3 separate regions of the Mus musculus genome follow, and regions 2 and 3 are each linked to region 1. The links are chromatin contacts, called in public ChIA-PET and HiChIP or PLAC-seq maps. All regions are on one chromosome and are shown on one strand. Each heading gives the region's core, a stretch centred on a gene start, on an enhancer-like site or on the middle of the called end of the contact. The rest is flanking DNA. Distances are from core to core; before and after follow the strand shown.

Region 1 (4,389 bases), core at 972-3,471:
ATCTAAATCCACCCTTCTAGATTATGCTGAAGGAAGAGCCTATATGTTCCCAGGACACCCCTGAGCTGCCCGAGGAGTGAGTGTTTCTGCCTTACCCCTCCTGCATCGCAGGGTTCTGCTTCCTTTTAGTCTTTAGGGTTTGCTTCTTCACACACGGAAGCCTTAGGATTGTCCTGGCTGGAAGGCATGCCCTCTGCTTTGTGAACTAGAAAATAGGAGACAACATGACTGCAGGTGGCAGCCTCTGAATGGTGGCTTAAACCCCAAACTGCCACTCACGGAGCACAGGTCGCGTATACCTGGCAAGAGTCTCTCCTCTCTCAAGTCTACAGCTTCCACTCTTCCTGAAAACCCTGCCTGCTCCACTCTAGGGGTCCGCATGGCAGGGAACAGCTTAGCCCCGGGATGGGTCTGCTGGCACAATATCTCTTGAAGCATTGTGTCACTGTGCCACTCCAACAAGATGTGATTTTCTTCAGTGTCAGGGCTATGCTGGGGACCACCAGGAAGCAGACTCAGCCCCCTTGGTTTGACCCAAGTTTCCAGGGCTTTGGTAAATGTCCCTATAGCATTTTGAGTCTTTTAAAGATTAAGTCAGTCTCCCGCCATGACTCCTGAAGGTTGAGATCTATATCTCTGACAAACACCAGCATTTGATGAATGAAGGAGAGGAGAGATATGCAAATGTACAGCGGTGTTTGAGTCTATCCCTTTTTCCTAGCCTGACCTTTCACCCTCTTCATCTGCTTCTCCCAGCCACCTCCAGCAGGACCCCACGGGCATGCTTACTCTCTGCAAGTGACGGATGGACTTTCTGATTTTTGACACGATTGCTCTTGTGTTCACTTTCTGAGTGACAGAGGGTTTCCATCTCCACCTGGGAAGAAGCCCAGAGCCGGGACCAGTTAGTGAGAAGCTCTTTTGGCAGCCGCCTGGATACATTAGTGTGTGTGTTAGTTTCATTTCCTGACACTGTGATATGATGAATGCTCCGGCGGACTCTGTTTAGGGAGAATGGTTTATCAGACTCACAATCCCAGGTTGCAGTCTGCCACTGAGGGGGCAGTAATGGCAACAGGAGCTTGAAGGAAGTAGTCGCAGTCGTAAACAAGAGCATGGGAAGTGCCATGTCAGAACTCATGGTAATTGTCAGTTTTAATTGTCAGCTCCACATAATCTAGAATCAATCGCTGGAGAGATGACTCTTAAAGAGAGGCCCTCTAACCAGCCTCGCCTACGGGCTCACCTGTAGCGGATTGTCTTGACTGCATTGATTTTGACATGGGAAAAAGGCCATTCTGAAAGTGGATACCACCATAGGACTGGACCCTGAACTGTACAGGAAAGGAAAAGTGAGCTAGGCACGCCCCGCCCCCACCCCACATTGGACCTGAGAGGAAAGTGGTCCCTAACATCATTTCATTCACGGACAGTCCAAGGCAGTTTTGCTGCGACCACATGCATTGTTGACTGTTCAATGACCCTGGACTATAAGTGGTGGACCCCCTGCCCCCAGTTTTCCATTGTGATAATCATAAAACATGTATCTATGGCTGTCCCCTCATTTAAAAAAGTTCCTGGGTAGCTCTCACCCCCCTCCCCACCCCCGCCCCCTACTCCCATGCCCACCATTCCCAGAATAAATTGGTTGGATCCGAATTCTTTTGTTGGTGTTTACAAATTGTTTGGGGTTTGTTTGTTTGTTTGTTTTAACCCAATGACAATGGAACATGGAGTCAAGGGATCCCTCTGGTGCGGTGACAGAAGAGTGATTCCAGATAGAGAAACAGCAAAAGCTAGGAAATGGGTGCCGCTGGGGGGAAGGGAGGGGACAGGAGGAGAGAGGGTGGAGTAGAGACTGATGTATAAAGACTGTTAGTGAGGGCCCAGGTGCCAGTGGGATCAGGGTCACCAGCGTCGGGCTTCCCTTCCGTGTCTGTCTCAGTTTCTTTATTACTTTCTTCATCTTACCATTTGGTTAGGAGGCCCTGCCTCCAAGGGGCTCTGGCAACACTAAAAGAGCTCCTGTGGGTGAGATGTGAAGACTGTTCGAGCCTATGGTTCACTTCAGCCCCGGAGGCCATTGCTCCTTCAGCCAGTCCCACCCCACCCCCAACTCCCCCACCCCCCCACCCCCGCCCCGGGCATGAGCCGCGTCATCAGCAACAGGAAGTCACAAAAGTCTGAGCACCTTCTACCCACCGCTCTGTGCCTGGAACCCTCAGGCACTGTGGTTTTCCTTGCCTGGTGGCATCTGAGTGCGACCTATACCCTGCAGAAACACAGATAAAATGTGTGGTCCTGGGCTTCCCCGCACGTTAGAGCTGTGGGACCCAGGGGGGCAGTGAAGGTGTTTGGTACTCAGGCCTCTAGCGCAGGTGTATGACCCGCGAGTCCAGCAAGTTGGAAGCTCTGGAATAATACAATGAGGAACACTTCCCTTTTTTTTTTTTTTTTTTTTTTTTTTTTTGGTCTCAAAGTAAAATACCAAACACGACCCTACAGTAAAACATAGCAATAGGTCTTCTCATGAGGGTCACAGTTGATCTGCGGAAATCTGTCATTCCCATCAGGTAAATTTCAATCCCAGAGCAGTAAGTAGCTCCTCTGGGAACCAAATCCACCACGCAGTGAAAGCTCACACTTCCCTTTCTGAGCTCCTGCGGTGGTCAGCCAGATCTACTCAATCATGTGTGACCTTCTCTGACTCAGCCCGCAAAGGAGGCTGGGAGCAAGCACCCTCTTGGAGCAGTCAGGCTCCCAGAGTCCTCCCAGTTCCTCCCCAGCCCCGTTTTTCCTGTTGAATGTGATGGGCAGAGAAGGCTGCTCATTGGAGTCCCCTCAAACTAGCTTCGGTGGTGTCTTCAAGGGAAGTGACCTTTCTGAGTGGGTCCCCAGAGCACTAGAGATGCTGAGTGCGGTGACTCTGTGTGACACACCCTTGGCTTCTGCTCGCTTTACTGCAGTAGAAGCCTGATATCTGGCAGCCTCTGCCACCAACCCCAGGCCTGCACTTTGGGCACTGAGCATGCAATCTCTAAGTGCTCTGGACTCCTTTGAGAAAGAGGACATTAGCGCTGATGTTATTATATAGTAATGAGAAAATGTTCCTGTGGCAGAGCACAGTGTACTCTGCAAGGAAATATAGTTACCGGAATTACCCTCTCATGTATCGCCCCTCCAGGATATCAAAGTTGACAGCCCGGACTCAGGCCTGTGGTCATTTCCAGGTCACCTATCTGGTCCTCCTTCAACCTCCTCTGGCCTCGGAGGCTCAGGTCAGGTGCCTTCCCACCTATCTTCCCTCCACTCCCGAGAGTTCTGGGTGGACAGCAACTGTGCAAACACTTGGCTCAAATTTCCTTGTTCAGTTGCTGTGACAGAACCTGGGGTTAGGCAAAGTTTGCTTTCATTTTACACACAAGGAAAAACCAGGCCTGGAGTGGTTAAAGCCACTTGGCCAGTGACACACCAGGGGATGGAAATCCAGGTAACGGGGCTCGGTAAACAGATGATTGGACCCCATGCTTCGCAGCCCCACAGTCTGGGGCTTCTGTGTGGGTCTAGGTGCAGAACAAATTGTAGTCATCACGGTGCTTAGCATCCTGAGCACCGGGTGCTACAGAGTCAAGAAGTACTACTGATGAGCATCCCAGCTGTGTAGGAGGGGAAGCCCCCAGGCAAGCTCTGGGTCCCAGCGAGTGGACAGAGAGCCTCCATCTTAGCCACCTCCTCTTTTACCTGCCTACTTCTATCATGTGTGGTCCTAAAAGGAAGCCCATCCGATTCTACAGCCTAATGTCATCCTAAACACAGAGGAATTCCATGATCTTCTTGCATACATCCATTAACAGACCTACTGGAGAGGGACACCCCCTCCCTTTCAAATATGAGTATGGGGTAACTTGGAGAATGTACTAACTTTAAGCTTGAGTCCCTAGAGCTGATAAAAGTGACAGCCATTGAGAAGTGGGGGTGGGGTGGATTGAATTAGCAAATACATTGCTCTTAAGGATCTGAACAAATTATTATTTAAGTTGCTGAATTTTGGTCCATGGTATGGCTTTGTATGAATGCCATTCTGAATATTAGTTTAATAAAATAATGTTTCCACGTATACAGAAACAGGAGAGAGCTGAAGCCCATTTTGCAGTGCGTAGGCAGAGTGTAGCTGTGGTGTGGTGGTGGTAGGTGGTGGGCAGCTTTGAGTCCGTTCTTATGTATGTTCTGGCTGAAGCAAAGTCGTATGGATAATGAGACCACTACGACGATGACGACGTGTCCAAACAGTCCCTGCCTTTCATGTGTAGGCCTTTGTACCTTTGGATAGACTTTGGATTTGTTTTGCTTTCCTTTTGAATTTCACGAATTTAATTTATGAGATAAATA
Region 2 (4,389 bases), core at 1,081-3,580, 810 kb after region 1:
TTCAGCGGCTGCAGAGTGGAGAGCAGAAGGGAATTCCAGGAAAGAGATGTGCAGCTCTGAGGATCTGGGGAAGTGAGGAAGAAGGGCCTGGCTAGTTGACGTCTATCCAGTATATGGTGGAGGCATGTGTCAACGCTGGTGCCCTTTTGATATTCCAGGGGGTCCAGCCCTGAGGTTTGTAAATTTGCTTGGGGAAGTGAAAAACTGTGGCTGTCTGTCATTCTCTGGGAGTCTGGACACCTGAGGAAACTGTTGACACTCTCCTAGATGGGCTTTCTGTAGGGGGCCCGTCATTTCCTGACAGTGACCACTGCTATAAAAAGAAGCTTCTTTGGGTAGCCATGGTTGAGTGGCCTGGCCTATTCTAACACAACATCGCAGCCTGCTTCATTTGACCATGCTTGCCAGCGTCATATCACATGCGACCCAGGGGACTAATTATCATTCGCCTGGATCATTTGAAAGAAGAATGCAGAAAGAGGTTAGAAAAAAATTAAAAATTAAACCAGGCATGGTGACACACTCCCATAATCCCAGCCTTTGGGAAGTTGAGGCAGGAAGATCTTGTGTTTGAGGTTAGTTCAGGCTACATAGTGAGACTCAGCCTCAGATCAAAACAAACAATAGGAAAAAAAAATTCAAAATCTCTCTCTCTCTCTCTGCCATTGATTACATTTTCAAGAAGGAAAATCAGATGCAAGATGAAAACTACAATTGAGAACAGAAAAAAAATATCTAGGCCACCAACTCTGCAGCTCTGTGCCAAACCCATTCAGAACTGACAGCCTAATGCCAGGGACCGACACTGCATGATGGCGGCCACCTTGGCTCTTGCATGGGGAATACACTCGGTAGCTGGTTCCTTCTCCAGGATCCTGGAGGACTTTCGGGGGAGGTGCGTTACAAGGTACAGAGACATGTAAGACACAGGCCCAAGCCTCCAGGAGCTCACAGTACCTATCACGAGCAAATGTCTGGGCTCTCTCTTGATTTCCAGTGAAGAGGCAGTCTTTGACGTGTAAAGTGCTTCAGAGAGGCCCCAAGGGGTCTTTTCTTTTGCACTTGGAGGTTGGTCAGAACGACCTATCAAAACTGTTTTATCACTGGGAATCCATAGTCTCGGAAATTGTATAGCTTAACCTTTGAAGAAGAGAGGTCTCCTGTCGTTAGTTTCCCAAGCAAAGCACAGCTGCTGTTAGCATCGGATTGTTCAGAATAGCCCTGATTTCAAATAGTTCAGAAATGTAGTTGGAAGAGTGCAGTGAGTGGTTGGTACCACTTTACACATGTGGCTTTCTGCTGAATGCCTGTAACCCAGGCCTTTAGCCATTAGCCCAGGGTACCATTTCCGAGGACCTGTGGTGGCCGCAGTCCTCTCTGCTTTGCCTCTCTGGGAAATGACCAGGAGCCCCAATGCCCCACATGTCAGTCTGTTGATGGTGCCTCCCATCGGCCTGCAGCTGCGGAGGATCGGAGGATCGCATGCTTTGGCGTGCCTCTCTGTATGGTGGCTTTGACTCTGTGGCGGCATTCAGTTTGGTTTAAGATCACCAAAGGCAGGAACCCAGGACACTTAGCCATTCTCAGTCCAGGGAAGAAAGGAGCCGAAACAAAGGGCTGTGTGACAAGGAGGGGTGAGCACGGGACCATGCAAGAAGTCTGGGAGAAGTGAGATCCAACCAGACAGGGACTGTGCCCAGTGGCTTAGATACAGGAAGTGAGAATTGAGCATAGTGGGGCAAGGAGTCAGGACCCGGGATAACCTATATGTCATGGGTCAGGGGCAAAAGTGCCCTCCTTCATAGGCACAGCTGTTACTGAGGACAGCTTAGTGCACTGTGAGTTTCAGAAACAGCAGTGGGAATATCTCAGTTAAAAATTCAGAGCCAGCCACACAGTTGAGAACGAGAACTGAATTATACATATCTTTTCTGAGGGAAGAAGATTAAAGGAAAGGTTTTCTTTCTCTCTCTTCTTTTTTTTTTTGTTTTGCTTTTCTTTTTTGGCTGGTGGTTGTAAGTAGGTCATTGGCAGCTGTACAGCTGCAATGGCCGGGCAGGGGGAAGAGGTGTGTGTTGGGAATGTCCTGGGCCTGTTCTTCCAGTGCACTTGCAGGGCGAGAGGCCTGTGCCATTCCACCTTGTCATCTACACGGACTTGCCGATAATGATGTGTAGGGAGACGTACTCGCCTGCTCGGCCCCGATCGTTGGGACACTGATTGATTGTCTTCTGTGTTTCTCTGGTTGCAGAGCCCACGGTCTCCTCCCTGATCTGCTCCTCGGGGCCCTTGCTCCACTTCCTCATCGTCTGCCCCTTCGTCATGCTGCTCCTTCTGGCCACGTCCTTCCTCTGCTTGTACCGGAAGGCCAGGAAGTTGTCACAGCTGAGTCTCAGTGCAAAGAAAGAAAAGGCTCTCTGGGTGGGCATGAGAAAGACATCACTTCAGAAGGAAGCTGGAGAGGAGAGTGGACACTACTGAGGAGCACCTGGGCTGGAGAAAGGAGCGTGGAGGGATTGGGTTGGAGCGTGGAGGATGAATGAATTCTGTTTTAGACCTTGGCCAAGTTACCAAGGGACCAGAAGGGATGTGCCATGGACATAGATTGTTAACCATATCTTGTCGAGTGTTTCTTTGTGTAGCAACCATTTTTTTTTCTTTGCATCCTTCAGAAGCAGATAGTGTCATTGTCCCCACTCACACAGACCTCACCTCCTGGAGGTCCAGCCTCATCTGGAAAGAGAGGAACACCAGCTGTCGAGCCTTCCTTCCTCTCTCATTCCTCTCCCACTCATCTATTCCCTTGGCAACATCAGCTTGGCCCAGTCACAAGGGAAATCATTTTTCTCTAGATAAGAAATGTAGGAAAAACCGGGTGTCGGCAAAGCCGGAGGGATTGAGAGCATGGACTGGCTTGCCTGAAATCGGACTCCCCCAATCATTATGTAATTTTTTCTAGGCAGAAATCCGATGTTTTTTCTCCAACCCCCCTTTACAAATGCCCGCTGAAAAGTGTAAGAGTCGTTGTCTAATCAATATCGGCGCTTTGACAAAAGGGTAATGTGTTACAGCCTTTTGGAAGTTTTCATTTGGCTTCCTGCTTTTATAATTGGGGATGCTTTTTGTTTCTGTTTTTATGATGTCAAGGAAAGGCCTTGGGATACAGCCCTAGGCCAGCCTTGAACTTGATCTCACTGTCTAGCCCTACACTGTACAGTCTGGACCGTCCTCCACCTTACAGCCCTCTTCCCCCCACCAAGGCCAGCCTCCAAGGGCTGGGATTCAAAGCATGCATTGGCACTGGTCGGTGCTGTGCATGTCTTTAATCCCAGCACTCAGGAGATAGAAGTGTATGAATCTCTACACTCAAGGCCAGCCTGGTCTACAGACTGAGTTCCAGGAAACCCAGGCAGGGCTACACCGAGAAACCCTCTCTTGGAAAAAGAAGGAGGAAGAAGAAAAGGAGGAGGAGGAGGAAGAGGAAAGGGAGGGTGAGGAGAGCAGGGGCATTGGCATGCTTGGTTTAAGAGATAGTAAGTCATCGTTGAAGAGCATCCTTCTTCCCATACAACAGTGTTCTACTCAGCCCCCAAGGCCTCCTATCTCCTTCACACACACACACACACACACACACACACACACACACACACACACACCAGCCTACCACCATAGTGCTAGGCCTTGGCCAGTGCCTTTGTTGAAAGCACTGAGTCGGAGGAAAGAGCCTCGGTAGAACTTGGGAGACGGCTCTGCAGTAATGCCCCTGTCTCATGGTACTGGAGTGTGGGTTCAAGGGAAGAAGAGGGTCAAGTCTGACTCCTGAGTTTCCTAATCTCACCCTAGAAATCCCAAGGGCGAGGTGTGATGGTTTAAGGCTTTCAAGAGCTGTTTCCACTGAGCAGGCCTGGCTGTAGCCAGAATTGAAAATCAATCAAATAAAGGACCTCAGATAACACATCTATTTATTGTCTATGTGACCACCAGGGTTTCTTCAGTACTTGGTAATTTGCATTTCTAAGGAGAGCCATTTATTTTTAATTATTTTATCAGGCACACAGTCCTCTCCAAAGATAATTAGTTCCTTTGCTCCTTTGCAAGCAGATTATCCGTGGCTGTGAGAACTGCCACCACAGACCTGCTGCTTCCTTAATCCAACTCCCTCTAAAGCCTCGTTTGAAACATTCCAAATGTTTTCTCAAACAACCAACACATTAACTTCTTCTCTCCCAGGTAATGATGAGAAGAAGAATGAAATTAGATAGTCCTTCAGACATAAATATGATGCCCCTACCCCACATTTTTAGAGGCCTTTCTATTTTTAAAAAATTTTTATTTTGTGTATTGATAATTTGTCTGCATGTATGCCTGTGTACCACATGCATGCAGAGT
Region 3 (4,389 bases), core at 1,173-3,672, 530 kb after region 1:
GAACCCACCTTGGTGTCCATGTCGTTCCTGTCGGTGAGGACAGCGACAACTAAGTGGGGACACTTGCCATGAAAGCTTGATGATGTGAGTTCCATCACAAGAACCCATGGAAGAAGGCAAGAACCAATGTATGAAAGGCATCCTCCGACCTTCATACACACACACACACACACACACACACACACACACACACACACACACACACACGAGCATTAAAAAAAAAGAAAATAACACTAAAATTCCAATCTATGATGGTCAGAGAGGATGCTGGGAGTTACTTCAGTTTTCTTTTTTCTTTTTATCTGTTGAGACTTGCTTTGTGTCTTAGTACATGGCCTGTTTTGGAAATTTTTCCATGAGCTGTTAAGAAAGTATAAGTACACTGTAGCTGTCTTTACATACAACAGAAGAGGGCATCAGATCTCATTATGGATGGTTGTGAACCCCCATGTGGATGCTGGTATTTGAACTCAGGACCTTTGGAAGAGCAGTCAGTGCTCTTACTGTATCAGATATTAACATAGCTACATTTGCTTGCTTTTTAAGCCCATTTACTTAGAACATCTCGTTCGTCCTTTTGCCCTGAGGTAATCTCTATTCTTGATGTTGAGATGTGTTTCTCAGATGCAACAGAAAGATGGATCTTGTTTTCTAATACTGTGACTATGTGTCTTTTTATTGGCAAATTGAGACCCTTAATTTCAGAGTTATCAATGGGAAGTGTTTATTGGTTACTGCTATTTTGTCGTTTTGGTGTTTGCTTTCTCCCCTTACCTGATTTACTGTTCTGGTATTATTTTGTTGTTGTTATTTGTTTGAGATGTTCTATTGTTGTTTTGTTTTTGAAGACATGGTTTCTCTGTGCAATTCTGGCAGCCCTGGAACTCTTGCTGTAGACCAGGCTGGCTTTGAACTCAGACATTTGCTTGTCTCTGCTTCTGGAGTGCTGGAATTAAATGTGTGTCTTCTTGAGTGCAGTTAATCTGTTCAGAGTGAGGTTTTCTTTCTAGTGCCTTCTGTAGAACTGGATTGGTAGATAGGAATTGCTTTCATTTTTATTTTTCTTCATCAGTTGCAACTGATAGATTTTCTGGGCATAGTAGTCTGGGCTGGCATCTGTGGTCTCTCAGAGTTTGTAGAACATCTAGCTAGGCTCTTCTGGTTTTCAGAGTCTCCATTGAAAAGTCAGGTATTATTCTAGTGGACCCACCTTTATATATGATTTGATCTTTTTTTCCCCTTGTAGCTTTTATTTTAGTATGCTTTCTTGTTCTGTACATTTAGTGTCTCGATTAATATGTGGCATGTGGACTTCCTTTTCTGGTTCCATCTGTTTGGTGTCCTGTATGCTTCATGTTTCTTGGTAGGCATCTCCTTTTTTAGATTGGGTGAACGCATCTACAATGTTGTTAAAAGTGTTTTCTGTGCCTTTGCCCAGGGTTTCTTCTCCTTTCACACTTTATGTGTTCTGTGCACCTGGGCCTTTTTAGACTGCCCATGTTCTTTGCCTGAGCCTTCCACCTCTTCTACTTTGTTGTCCCTGAACTTCCACTGGTGAGACTCACCTCTGACAATGTTTGGGTTTACTTCTGTTTTTTACACCCTAACTTTTTCATCTTCAGTTTTATTTCTGCTTAGGTTCCTTCAATAATCCTAATCCTTTGCTATGTTCTCCTTTCCAGTCTTGAATTGTTCTCACCTCTCATCACTTCACTTAACAGTTTGTGCTTTCATGGTCTTCATTAAGGCATTTATTCAGATCCTCTTTGAGGCCCTTAAATTTTTTAAAATTGCTATCTGAAGTCCTTGTCTTGTGCTTCAGCTAACTTGCATTTCTCAGGGCCTATTGCAGTAGGGTTACTGGCTCCTGAAGGAGGCATATTGTCTTGGCTGTTCACATTTGTGTTTTTACATATAGATATAGACATTTGGAGTTATGATGTTTGTGATGTTTCTTGATATAGATACCTGATCTTGCCTTTGTTGAGAGGGTGTTCTGTTGTTGTTGCCCACTTTGGATTCAAGGCAAGTATGGAGGCCCTAGGGTCCTTGGTAGAAAGTCATTGGGGTCAGTGGGACACAAAGGAATGGAGATGGGCCAGAAGAAAGGCTGAGAGGGGAGGCAGGAAAGAGCTAGGGAGCCTGGGGTTCTCAGGAGTATAGGTAGGGTGGGAGCTGGGACTCCTACAGGCAGGTTGCTACAGAACTAAGAATAGTAGATCAGAAGAGATCAGAATGGCAGACTCAAGACTAGTGAAAACCATCTTTGTGCTTCCCAGCCCAATGTGGCCACTGGGGGGTCTTTGGTAGAAAGTGTTTCAGAGGGTTGGTGGCTAACAAAATGGCCAGAAGACAAGGCTGAGAGGGTTGGTGGGCAAGAGCTCATCTGGATCCCTGCCAAGAGTTGAGTCCCAGTGAGTGGTAAAGTGATATTTTTGTAAGAAACGAAACTTGAAGGAAGTTGTTACAGCAGACTTGACATTCGAGAAAGATTAAGGGGATGTTTTAGAAAAAAAGAAAACCACAAAGATCAGAAGTTTCAACTATATAAATTTTTTTTTTTTAGAAACTAGAGAATAAATGAATACAAAACCCACTTCTCTTTCCTATTCTTAATTGTCATAGCATATAGCAGTAGTTAACCACAACAAGGTATTTGATTCTGCGTGTACATGTGTGTATATATGGGCATGTGAGCTTGTGTGCATGCATGTTCACATACATGTGCACTTTTATGTGTAAGTGAAAGGAGGCACAGCAATTTAACAAGGATGGAAGGATGGAATTGGAATTACTTTATTACTAACAAGAAATTATGTCACCCACTAAGTGGCATATTACTTAAAAGTAGACCTGGATTTTGGATTTTCTCTGAATATGTACTGTAAACTATAATGTAATATAATCACCATAAAACAAAAGTGTAATGATAAGCCAAGAAAGGGGAGAGAGCAACATAATACACAGAGCTCAATTAAAACCAAAGCAGCCAGAAGACAACAAAAGACCAATAGACAAGAAAGAGGAAATGCTACAAATGTTGTAGTGACTTAACTGCTGCGCCATTTCCAGCTCCTATTGTAGATTCCAATGTAATTGAACTGAGACAGAGATACTACACTAATATGACTCAAAGGAAAGTGGGATAACTTACTGATTTCAGGCAGTCTTCAGGCTGACAAATGTTATGTGAGATTAAGAGCACATTATGAACTAGTAAAGTTGTCACTTCTCTAAAACAGTAGAAGGATGTGTAGTTTGCCCACACCCAACAGTGGGGCTTACACCTGTGGGGCAGCAACCAGGAGGAGAGATGGCTTCACCCTCACAGCTGGAGACAAGAAGATCAGGAGACTCAGAACACAATGGAACGAACCTAGGAGCCATTAATGAGAGGATAGCTGAGATTCTTTTAAAATATGGACATGATGTGACACAAGAGTCAAAGAATAAAATCTCAGAGAAATTAAACTTATTTTGAACTGAACAAAAGCACAGCAACTAGCCAGGCATGGTGGCACACACCTTTAATCCCAGCACTCGGGGAGGCAGAGGCAGGTGGATTTCTGAGTTCGAGGCTAGCCTGGTCTACAGAGTGAGTTCCAGGAAACCCAGGCCTATACAGAGAAACCCAGTCTCAAAAAACCAACAAAACAAAACAAAACAACAACAACAAAAAAGCACAGCAACTGTATGCAATACAAATCGTGTTCACAACAAAATTAATAGCATTGAGTAGATATGTTTAAAAAAGAATTAAACTCAGTCAATTTAGTTTCAACCTTGGAAAACTACAAAATCAAACATCAAGCTAAATTCATCATAAACAGAGGAAAATAAATAAAAATTAAGGCAAAGAAAAAAGTCAATATAATTAAAACAAAGACATTGCAGTTAAGAGCAATACAGAAGACCTAAGTCCAGGTTTGGTTTCCATCTCCCCACATCAGACAGCTCATAACTGCTTGGAAATCCAGTTTAATGATCTGATATTTCTTCTGTCCTCTTATGGGCACCTGCACACATATTCACACACAGTCACATACACACACACACACACACTTAAAAATAAGAAAACAGGAACTCAATAGAGAAAAAAGAATGAAACCAAAATCCCAACATTAGAACACTAAAAGCATAATCAAGAAATAGCAAGGATAACTAACTCTATGCCAACAAATATGGTAAACTTAGGGCAAACTCTTCAAAAGACAGACAACTAAACTCAACACAAGCATCAATCAACAATCTCAAAAGCTCAGTCTCCATCTAAAAAAACTGTACCAGAAGTGGGGTATGGTAGTACCTATGTATTTATTATCCCAGCACTTGGAACACAGAAGCAGGAACATTCATTGGGAGTTTGAAGCAAGACCAGGCTGTATAACA

What was found. ChIA-PET counts read pairs in DNA pulled down with a chosen protein or histone mark. HiChIP or PLAC-seq counts read pairs in DNA pulled down with a chosen protein or histone mark.
Region 2: a contact with region 1 is called in an H3K27ac HiChIP or PLAC-seq map of double positive thymocytes, with 5 times the contacts expected there. The contact joins two enhancer-like sites. A contact is called at or near these places in 4 of 484 Hi-C or Micro-C datasets (the G1E-ER4 cell line, embryonic stem cells, nephron progenitors and 1 more), 4 of 115 datasets of contacts at active chromatin or transcription factors (astrocytes, bone marrow-derived macrophages, double positive thymocytes and 1 more) and 1 of 9 other capture datasets (embryonic stem cells).
Region 3: a contact with region 1 is called in an RNA polymerase II ChIA-PET map of memory CD8 T cells, with 104 read pairs. The contact joins two enhancer-like sites. A contact is called at or near these places in 4 of 115 datasets of contacts at active chromatin or transcription factors (astrocytes, embryonic stem cells, memory CD8 T cells and 1 more) and 1 of 9 other capture datasets (embryonic stem cells).

What each region holds. Positions count from the first base shown.
Region 1 is chr3:101,798,368-101,802,756 of GRCm38.p6, reverse strand. No RefSeq gene overlaps it. Among named protein-coding and RNA genes, the nearest start is that of Gm33381, 28 kb to the left of the region's middle. Within about 2 kb of position 2,221, at least 105 of the 459 cell types and tissues checked have an H3K27ac peak or open chromatin away from gene starts, as enhancers often do. A contact at or near this core is called in bone marrow-derived macrophages, double positive thymocytes, memory CD8 T cells and 2 more, where this site is marked.
Region 2 is chr3:100,991,757-100,996,145 of GRCm38.p6, reverse strand. Cd101 (CD101 antigen) reads left to right here. Exons shown (of 9, transcript NM_001167906.2): 9 at 2,252-3,957. The coding sequence ends at 2,481. Among named protein-coding and RNA genes, the nearest start is that of Ttf2, 24 kb to the right of the region's middle. Within about 2 kb of position 2,330, at least 95 of the 459 cell types and tissues checked have an H3K27ac peak or open chromatin away from gene starts, as enhancers often do. A contact at or near this core is called in bone marrow-derived macrophages, double positive thymocytes and regulatory T cells, where this site is marked.
Region 3 is chr3:101,263,929-101,268,317 of GRCm38.p6, reverse strand. No RefSeq gene overlaps it. Among named protein-coding and RNA genes, the nearest start is that of Cd2, 22 kb to the left of the region's middle. Within about 2 kb of position 2,422, at least 29 of the 459 cell types and tissues checked have an H3K27ac peak or open chromatin away from gene starts, as enhancers often do. A contact at or near this core is called in memory CD8 T cells and regulatory T cell precursor, where this site is marked.